Linked DNA regions of Mus musculus: region 1 is linked to region 2. The links are chromatin contacts, called in public Hi-C maps. All regions are on one chromosome and are shown on one strand. The core of a region is the stretch at or near the end of the contact, and the rest is flanking DNA. Distances in the headings are between cores, read along the strand shown.

Region 1 (3,941 bases), core at 770-3,269, 70 kb after region 2:
ACTTATTCCTCCATCCCCATGGGTAATGATCAGCTTTTCTCCATCCTTTTTTGTCCTGCCTTGTTCTACAAACACCAGGGCTCACGCTGTGCTTTCAAGGTCAAGACAGGCCTAGGGCTCCTCAATAACGACCAGGGTGAGGGTCATGCCCACTCCTCCCTAAGTGCACCAGAGTAGGCAGCCCGGTAGATGGAGATGGGTATTTTTGGGCCCTGTTCTAAACAGTGTCCTGCTCAAAAGCACTTCCGTCCAAGATGCAAGAAGGTTCAGAGTTGACTGTCGCTTGCTTATTTTTGCTCCGGAGGAACTTGTGAATCAGAGAGAAAAGCCACCATAGGAACGCAATACATCAAAGAAGAGAAGCTTGGATTTAGGGGCTGGGTGTCCAGACATACTCAGATGTCCAAGTTAGGAGGGCACCCGGTGGTGGCCTCTTTAAGAAAAGAAGAAATTGTGCCCCACTGTAAAGTGAGAAAGCAAGAAACTTGTACCACTGAGATCTACAAACTGACTCCTCATGCCCTCTGGCCAGCTGCTCAGGTAGCTCCCAGTTTTGGAGTCAGAGCAGGAGACTGAGCTCTGTCTTCCCTGAGGGCCACTTGTCCCTGAGATAGCACCAACATTGACAGTGGTGGTTCTATCCAGAAGGTGCACTTAGTATTAGCTTCTATTTTGGTCCTTTATCCCACAAAAGAGCTTGAGACCCTGTTTTCTCCGATGTGAGTAGTATGGCCTTCACTCTCCAGAACTTTCTCCTACCAACTTTTTTTTTGGGGGGGGGAGTGTTAGGGCGAGAGGGGGGTCGGCCTATCCAGAGTGAAGCAGAACGGGGAAGAGGGGACCCAAGGAAGGTCCAGACGTAAGCATCTGCTTCCCGGTTCTCGGGAGCATACCGTGTTTACTATTTCTAGAAAGAGACGCGCTTATAGACTGCTCCTGCATCTGGCAGCCTGGGCCAGTGTGATCCCCACTTATGCCAGGGAGTTCACCTATGGCTAGCGACCACGGCGGGATGCGAGCTGCCAGCCTCTTCTACCCAAAGTCACCCGACTTCCTGCTCTCTATCCCGTGTCCTGTGGCGCACCGGAGAGCGACGCGCAGAAAAGATTCAAATCCAGAACTGGGAGGCGCGATTAGCACTGTCCTGGTCTCCAAAAAATGCGCCCTTCAGCGTCCTGCCAAAATCCCCGAGCCTTCCACACCTTCCCACAACTTTCCAAGCCCAGGCCATTTGCAGTCCCACCTGCGAACCGAACTCGGGGAGCCTCGAGTAGCCAATCTCTCTTCCCTTGGGCCGAGAGCTCTCCCCTCCCCCAAAGCTCCCGGTCTAGCTAGAGTTGTCCTGCTCTGGGCGCCCGCCCGCGGGCTCGCTTACCTCGCATGATGTGGCCGCTGTCCTGCTCCGCGTAGTCATGAAGCTCCCAGCCCGAACCCCAGAGAACCCAAAAATTCCGCTCAGCACGAGGGAAGAAGGCGGTCGGCGAAGAGCTGCTCCGCTGAGAGAAGCATCCCTTTAGGCAGATGTCGTGGCCACAGGGTGACGGTGGCCGCCGCCGCTAAGCTAACAGTTTTGATGCTGTTGCTGATGACTGTTTCTGATGGCTGTTTGTTTGTTTTCAGGCAGAGTGGAAAAAAAATGTCCTAGCTGCTGGTGCCTGGGTTTTGTTTTGCTTTTGTTTGTTTGTTTGTTTCTTTTTTTCTTTCTCTCCAATGTGCTTGCTTTAAAAAAAAAAAATGCCACCGCCTCGGGGCTCGGAGATTTCTTTTGTGATCACTTAGACTGAGGAGGAGGAGGAGGGCAGCGGCAGGAGGAGGAGTTGGTGGTGGTTTTGTTAGTTACAAAGAAGAGGGAGAATTATCAAGGGGGAAAAAAAGGAAACAGAAAAGAAAGAAAGGCGGCATGGATTGCAGAGCATGTGCGTTTTCACATGACATCTGTGCCTGTTAGCGGATCCACAATGTGAATTTTCACTGTTCAGTTGCAGAGACGAAGGGAGCGAGAGAGAAAGAGGAGAGAGGTGGAGAGAGCGAGCGCAGAAGAGGCTTATACGCGAGGGCGGGTTTGGCCGGACTTCCTGGCCCCGCCTCCTGTCAGCACCATGGCCAATCAGCGTCCCGCAGCGCGTGGAGAGTCTGGGGAGGCGGGGGAGGGGACGCTCTTGGGGACAGGGGGCGGGGCTAGGGACTCTGGCGTCCCAGGATGTGCGGACCCAGACTGGGAATTAGAGAAGGTCCTATCTGAGGTCTGATCTGGGCCAAGCTTAGCGCGCCCTGGAGAGTGAGGCAGATGTGAGAGTGACGTTCACTTCTGACTCCAGTAATTAGAAAGGGACACTGGTCAGTCAGGTCTTTGGAGGGAAGAGTCTAGGCGAACCGCTGGGCTGCACTCTCATTCCCTCTTACTGCAAGAGTCCCAAAAGAGTTTTGTACACTACGACAGCGCTTTGAAGCGTCCCTGTTCCATAATGCAGGCTCCTCTGGCAGAGTGTTTACCTTGTCAGACGCTTCTGCTGTAGCGGTAGACTACAAAACCACACCCCTCTAGTTCTGTGCAGCTTCTTTTAAAGACTGTTCAAATGCTCCCCACCCCTCACTCTAACTTTAACTAACTAATGCTGAGCCTCAGGTCCTCCCTTCCTCCCCTCCTCTCTCTCCCTTCCCTTTCTCTCTTCTTCCTTTCTCAGTAGTCCCAGGTTCCTTTGCCAAGGACAAGGGTTTCTTTAGCATTTGGAAACCCTTTGACCCTGGTTGCAGGACTTAAGGACAGGCTCATTTGCCTTTTTATTTGTCACTTTAGTGACGGGACACTTGGCAGAGAGCCTAGACTAGAAGGCAAGACTGTGTGGTTCTGTTCAGTTGGTGAAGGTTTAAAGAGCAAGACTCTTGGCTAGTAGCTCCCCAGAGACACCTGCTTAGGAGAGTTTGGTACTAAAACGAAGGTCATGAGACTGCATTCTTTACAAGAAATTTGTCATCTATTGACAATTTACCTGTATTCTGAAAGAGAAAACAAAACAAAATGAAGCACAGGTATCCAAACTTGTTCTTTTTTTGGCATGGTTTCATTCTTTGTAGATGAAACAAACACACACTATAGAAGCATGGCATCGATTTCCTTCCGTGTAGTTAGGTACTGCTTGGAAACTTTGGTGAATTGAGCATCATGAGACAGGAAGTGCAAAAGTTTGCTTGATCATTTTGAAAGCACAGAGACAGGACTCCGTGTCACAGTCATTCTAAAAGTGAGCCTCCCCAACATTCTCCATACCCAAATAACTCGACTTTTTTTTTTTTTTGCCAGTATTTATTCATGCTGCTTTGGGTAATATGTAATAATATGTAATATGTTGTAGAATTTGGAGTCCTTCAGTCCTCTGTACACTGAACACCATCAACTAGTTGTCTCACCAATAAGAATTGTATTAATTCCCGAATCTTCTGTCAGTGTTTAACCAAAACAGTTCGGCTGTGGGCAGTTCCATTTGCGTGTAATTTAGGAACATGTTGTGGAGAAAGTAAAAGTCGATTGAGTCATTAATTAAATGAAATGAACAAAGGAAGTTACTATTCAGGAAAGCTATTCCTCATAAATACCTTTCTCCTAGATTTTTAATTGACACAGTAGTTAATCTTTTAAGATAATATTTAAGGCTCCCTGGTTTTTATCATTTTTAATCAAGTAAAATATATTCATCATAACTACATTAAAGCTGCAGTAAGTTATGCCTAATTTAGTTGCTTCATTAAAAATTACTGCATATAAAATAGTCAAGAAACAAATTGTGACTATATCATTTTAATTTTATGAGCTTCAAGCAGAGTCATAGGAATATTGGAAATGTAAAACCCTTTGTAAACATTGTAATTGCTATTGTTATTATTTCCTTTTTCTATTTCTTGTTAAAAGGAATTTCAAAACTCCAAAAATTTTAACTCCTGTA
Region 2 (4,369 bases), core at 1,516-4,015:
AAGTCTTGTAAGGGAAGCTGTAGCTGTCCTTGTTTGTTTGTTTGTTTGTCATCTGTCTCATGGGCTGCTGAAGTCCATTCTTCAACAGCAGATTGACTTGGGTTGTTGCTGAGTGGATGCTCTCATATACACAATGGTTCTTGGGCCATTGAAAGTGGAAATAGATGTCTCTGCAGGCTCAGCATTCCTTCTCTAAAAATGCTTGCAATCAGAAGCATATTGGGTTTCAGGAGATTTGTTTTTTTAATCTTGGAATATTTGCATAGGTTGAGATGTGCCGGGGATAGGACTCAAGCCTAAACACAAAATTAATTATACTTCATATACACCTTATACATACAACCTGAAAGCAGCCTTGTGCTGTATTTATACCTATGTTTTCAAAACGACTTCATTATAGGAGGCTAGGTGTGGAAATAACCATTTCTGGCATCAAGGTGGTGCTCAAAAAACTTTTCTATTTCAGAGCCTTTCAGGTTCCAGACTTTCAGATGAGGATGCTCAGGCTGTGTGGATAGAAAGTCTTGTAGGCTATGCATAACCGCAGAGCCTATGAAGTTAGTTGCACAGGTCTAATTGGTCTAAGCTTCACCATTTACTACACAGCTTAGCAAACTCCAGGAAAGTGATTCAGTTTCTCTGGGGAAGAGATTGGCTGGGTTAAACCATGTCAAATAGGTGGAGAGAGTGACATCTAAGTAAACACAGATTCCCAGACAGCTAACCCCTTCCTCTGACCTTGAAGTGCTCCTCCTAGCAGACATTACTTCAGGGCAACTCTGGAGCCAACAATGAAGTTGAGACCCAGTTTTCTTATTTCTAAAGTGAGATGAAGAATTTCTCTCTACAGGTTCTTTTTTTTTTTCAGTAATAAAGTTTTTATTTGTTTGTTTGCTTGTTTGTTTTTGCCATTAGTCAAACAGGTGTTCAAGTGATTCCAAGAATTTGAATGTAGTATAAATTCCTTATATTTATTTGCCACTAGATTCCTCTGGAGGAAATGTGTCATTGCTTTTGAATAATATCAGGGCTAAGTGTCATGTGACTTGGCAGCCTGGCTGCCTGTGTTATGCATAGCTTCCTTCACTTTAGTAGTGTTGTGTTTTATAAAAAAAGAAAAGAGCCGAGGATATGTCTGATAGTGGTACAGTGAGAGTCGGGAGGGTATAACTCTGCGGGCCCATGCTGAGAATCCCTTCCCCCCTGAGGTACCAGACATACAATAGGACCCTATAGTATAGAATAGAATTTATTTAGAGCATGGGAAGGGAAGTTGAGAAGGGAGGAGAGAGAGAGAGAGAGAGAGAGAGAGAGAGAGAGAGCGAGAGAGAGAGAGAGAGAGAGAGAGAGAGAGAGGAGGGAGAGAGAGAGGAGGGAGAGAGAGAGAGAGAGAGAGAGAGAGAGAGAGAGAGAGAGAGAGAGAGAGAGAGAAAGAGAGAGAGCAGGAACAGGCGGGGGGAGGGAGATGAGGAGAGAGGGAGAAGGGGAAGAGAGAGTAAGAGAGTAAGAGAGAGAGTGAGGAGGGGGCAAGCAGTCCCTTTTATAGTAAGTCAGGCATACCTGGCTATTGCCAGGTGACTGTGGGGCAGAGTCTAAAAGGAATGCTAACAAATAGTCTCTCTTCCTAGGGCATATCCTCTGGTGCTTATTTTATTTTCGGCGCTTATAAGAGCAGAGGTCAGTAGCATTTTAGGGTTTTTTCTTAGTCAAATATATCAAATTTCTATCATTACTTCCTTGGATTCTAAGTTGTATATAGCCAGGTCAGGGCTTTCTCATGATGTTTTTAACTTCTGGCTTTATGAGGTAAAAGATGTTAAGAAGCTGAAGTGTGTTGACCCTGACCTGGGGAGGCATTGAGGCTTTACAATGACCTGACAACACTGTGTGTTGTGTGCAGGTGATGGCAAATGCCCAGACATACAAGTAGGAACATTTACACCAGGTGCCTGAATTTCCTTTTTGGAGCTCTGTAATGCTTACCACCTTACACAACTGCCTTCAACAGCATATTTGATAAAGAATGTGATATTAAATTAAAAAATATATGTATAGGTTACAAGAGAGAAAAAAAAGTTTGAGGATGTGTCTGGAAGGAAACCATGAAGAATTAACATAAGAAACAACATGACAGAATCCAGGCATTTTAAACATCAGGCATTATTATCTACTGCTGTGTTTACTGAGGATTCAAGATAGTGACTCAGTGCAAGGACTATTTGCTGGTGGGACAGAGGAGGACAGGTGAATCAGAACTCTCCTTGCTCTTTGCTGGGAGACAAAGGGTGTTATGATGAGCCTGCCAGGCGATCAGGAAAGAAACAATAGGGAGGTAGTCAATCAAAGCTGTGGCAGTCTAGAATGGACCTCCTCTTCATCTTCCTGCCATGGCGGGACATCATAAAGGCTCCTCTGTTTCTTTAAAGTGCTGCTCTGATAGTGGGCTGGCCTCCTGAACATTCAGTGAGGGTGACTCTAGCCTTACTGAAACACAATCCTGACCACAGACCTTATTTCCCCTAGCTGCTTTGATACTCTGTCCAGCCAACGTATCCTCCAGAGACGCAGTGCATGCTCCACAGTGGCTTCAGAAACCACTTCAAGAGCACCTGAGGACAGAACTTCCCCCACCCCCTCCCTTTCACCACTCACAGGCGTGGTTGGTCAAGTGTTTCATTAGCGAAGTGCTTTAGGGTGCATCTATGGAGACAATCTGGCTGTTGGCTACTGCTCTAACAAAAAAACCAAAAGGAGTTGGAAACTCTGGTAAGTGGGAGCTTTTGGGCCAAGTGTTTTGTCCTTGTGTGTTTTAGAAGCAGTGCAGGTCATTAGCAAGTCTATGCTAATTGAATTTGATTTCATGTCAACACTGTTACAGTCACACAGAGCAGACCAATAAAATCCTCACACTGAGCTCTCTGATTATTAGGCCCAGGTTTTCCTAGCCACCAAAATTCAGCCTTTGGATTATGATGGTTTTCAGATGGCATCTAAAGAATGCAAGGAAAATGCATTCTATAGGAAAAATCCAAGCACACACGTCATCCTTGAGGTGGGACAAATAGAAAAACCACTTGGACAAGTGACATTCCCAAGTGACTGATTGTTAACATCTCATAAGACAGACTGGCTCAGATTCTCCACAGGATGTACCAGTGGACTAATTGCCCAAAGTGGGCCATGCCATCCTTTGCTTTAGAAAAGGAAGAGCAGTAGAGTCTTTTCAGCAAGAGAAATGTGTGTGAAGCTTGTGTTATGGCGACACATTCTGTTATATTTTCTAGGGTGGGAAAATGGGGCACTTGACCGAATTAACAAAATAATTTATTAGAAGATCTGAGATCTTTGTGATCTACAATTAAAAGGCTCTGAAGGGTGGAAATTAACCTCTTGAATTCGGCTGGTTTGCTGGTTTTTGAACAGTCCTTCAAGAGGCAATTGCCTTACATTCTCCTTAGTGCTTCACACCAGGGGAGGTGGAAGCTGGAAGCGGGGAGTGTATTTCACAAGACATGGGGACTTGCTTTAGCATACATTGTCATGTTCCACCTGGAGAAGGAAACATGAAGTAATTAAGTAAAACCTATGGAGGAAAAGGGGATTTCAGCTGAATTGAGCTAATTGGTCCCGTGACTGGCCTGGAGTGTAGAAGGGATAGAAACATCCCAAGTTGTTTTTTTTTTTTTTTTTTTCTTTTTTCCTTACTGGGTTTAATTAAGATGAGGGCAATGGCAGTCTGGTCGGCTGTGTTTGTATCTCATTACCCTCAGGAGCACCCTTTTTCCTCCCGTGACCTGAACTTTAAGGGTGATACCATCACCTCATCAATTGCCAATGCCCCCAGTTCAATAACCGGCTATCACACCGGTACATCTTTCTCCACGACAGGCAATTGCAGGTCTTGGCTCCTTCCAAAAATAGCCCGTTCTGCAGTGCCAGGCTCACTCCCAGACTCCCTCAGGCATCTGTGCGCAGGAAGAGTTCATTCCTGGGCATTCTGTGGGATACGTGCAAAATCGATATATAAAAAAAAGTATTTTCTGTGACTTTTGAATCATGACACACAGACCATATTTTCTTTAAGTCTCCCAGTACTTTGCTATTTTCCTTTAAGGGCAGTGACAATTTCTTTTGTAAATAAATGCTGTGTGTGGTTTCCCATCCCACTGAGTTTAGGAGCCTGAATTTTAAAGAAGAGAAAGTGAAGGCTTTTCATCTAGTACCTCAGGGTATAATAGGAGAGCCCCTGGGGAGCTTGCTTTGACTAAACCCTAGCAAAAGTTGCAAAGTGATCTCTCATCTAGTGGTGTGTTAGAGTGAAGAAGTCCCTCTCTAGGTAAGAAAACCAAGTTCCCCAGAGGCTCTGTGC

What was found. Hi-C and Micro-C count contacts between places; a contact is called where the count stands out from the background.
Region 1: a Hi-C map of the C2C12 cell line shows a contact between it and region 2, with 2.0 times the contacts expected there. A contact is called at or near these places in 2 of 39 promoter capture datasets (cranial neural crest and embryonic stem cells), 8 of 484 Hi-C or Micro-C datasets (the C2C12 cell line, the N1E-115 cell line, brain and 4 more), 4 of 130 datasets of targeted methods (the NIH/3T3 cell line, astrocytes, embryonic forebrain and 1 more) and 1 of 9 other capture datasets (adipose tissue).

Annotation. Positions count from the first base shown.
Region 1 is chr19:19,109,177-19,113,117 of GRCm38.p6, forward strand. It overlaps Rorb (RAR-related orphan receptor beta), which reads right to left and starts at 2,020. Exons shown (of 10, transcript NM_001043354.2): 1 at 1,376-2,020. The coding sequence starts at 1,382.
Region 2 is chr19:19,038,161-19,042,529 of GRCm38.p6, forward strand. All of the region lies in intron 1 of Rorb (RAR-related orphan receptor beta), which reads right to left. Among named protein-coding and RNA genes, the nearest start is that of Rorb, 71 kb to the right of the region's middle.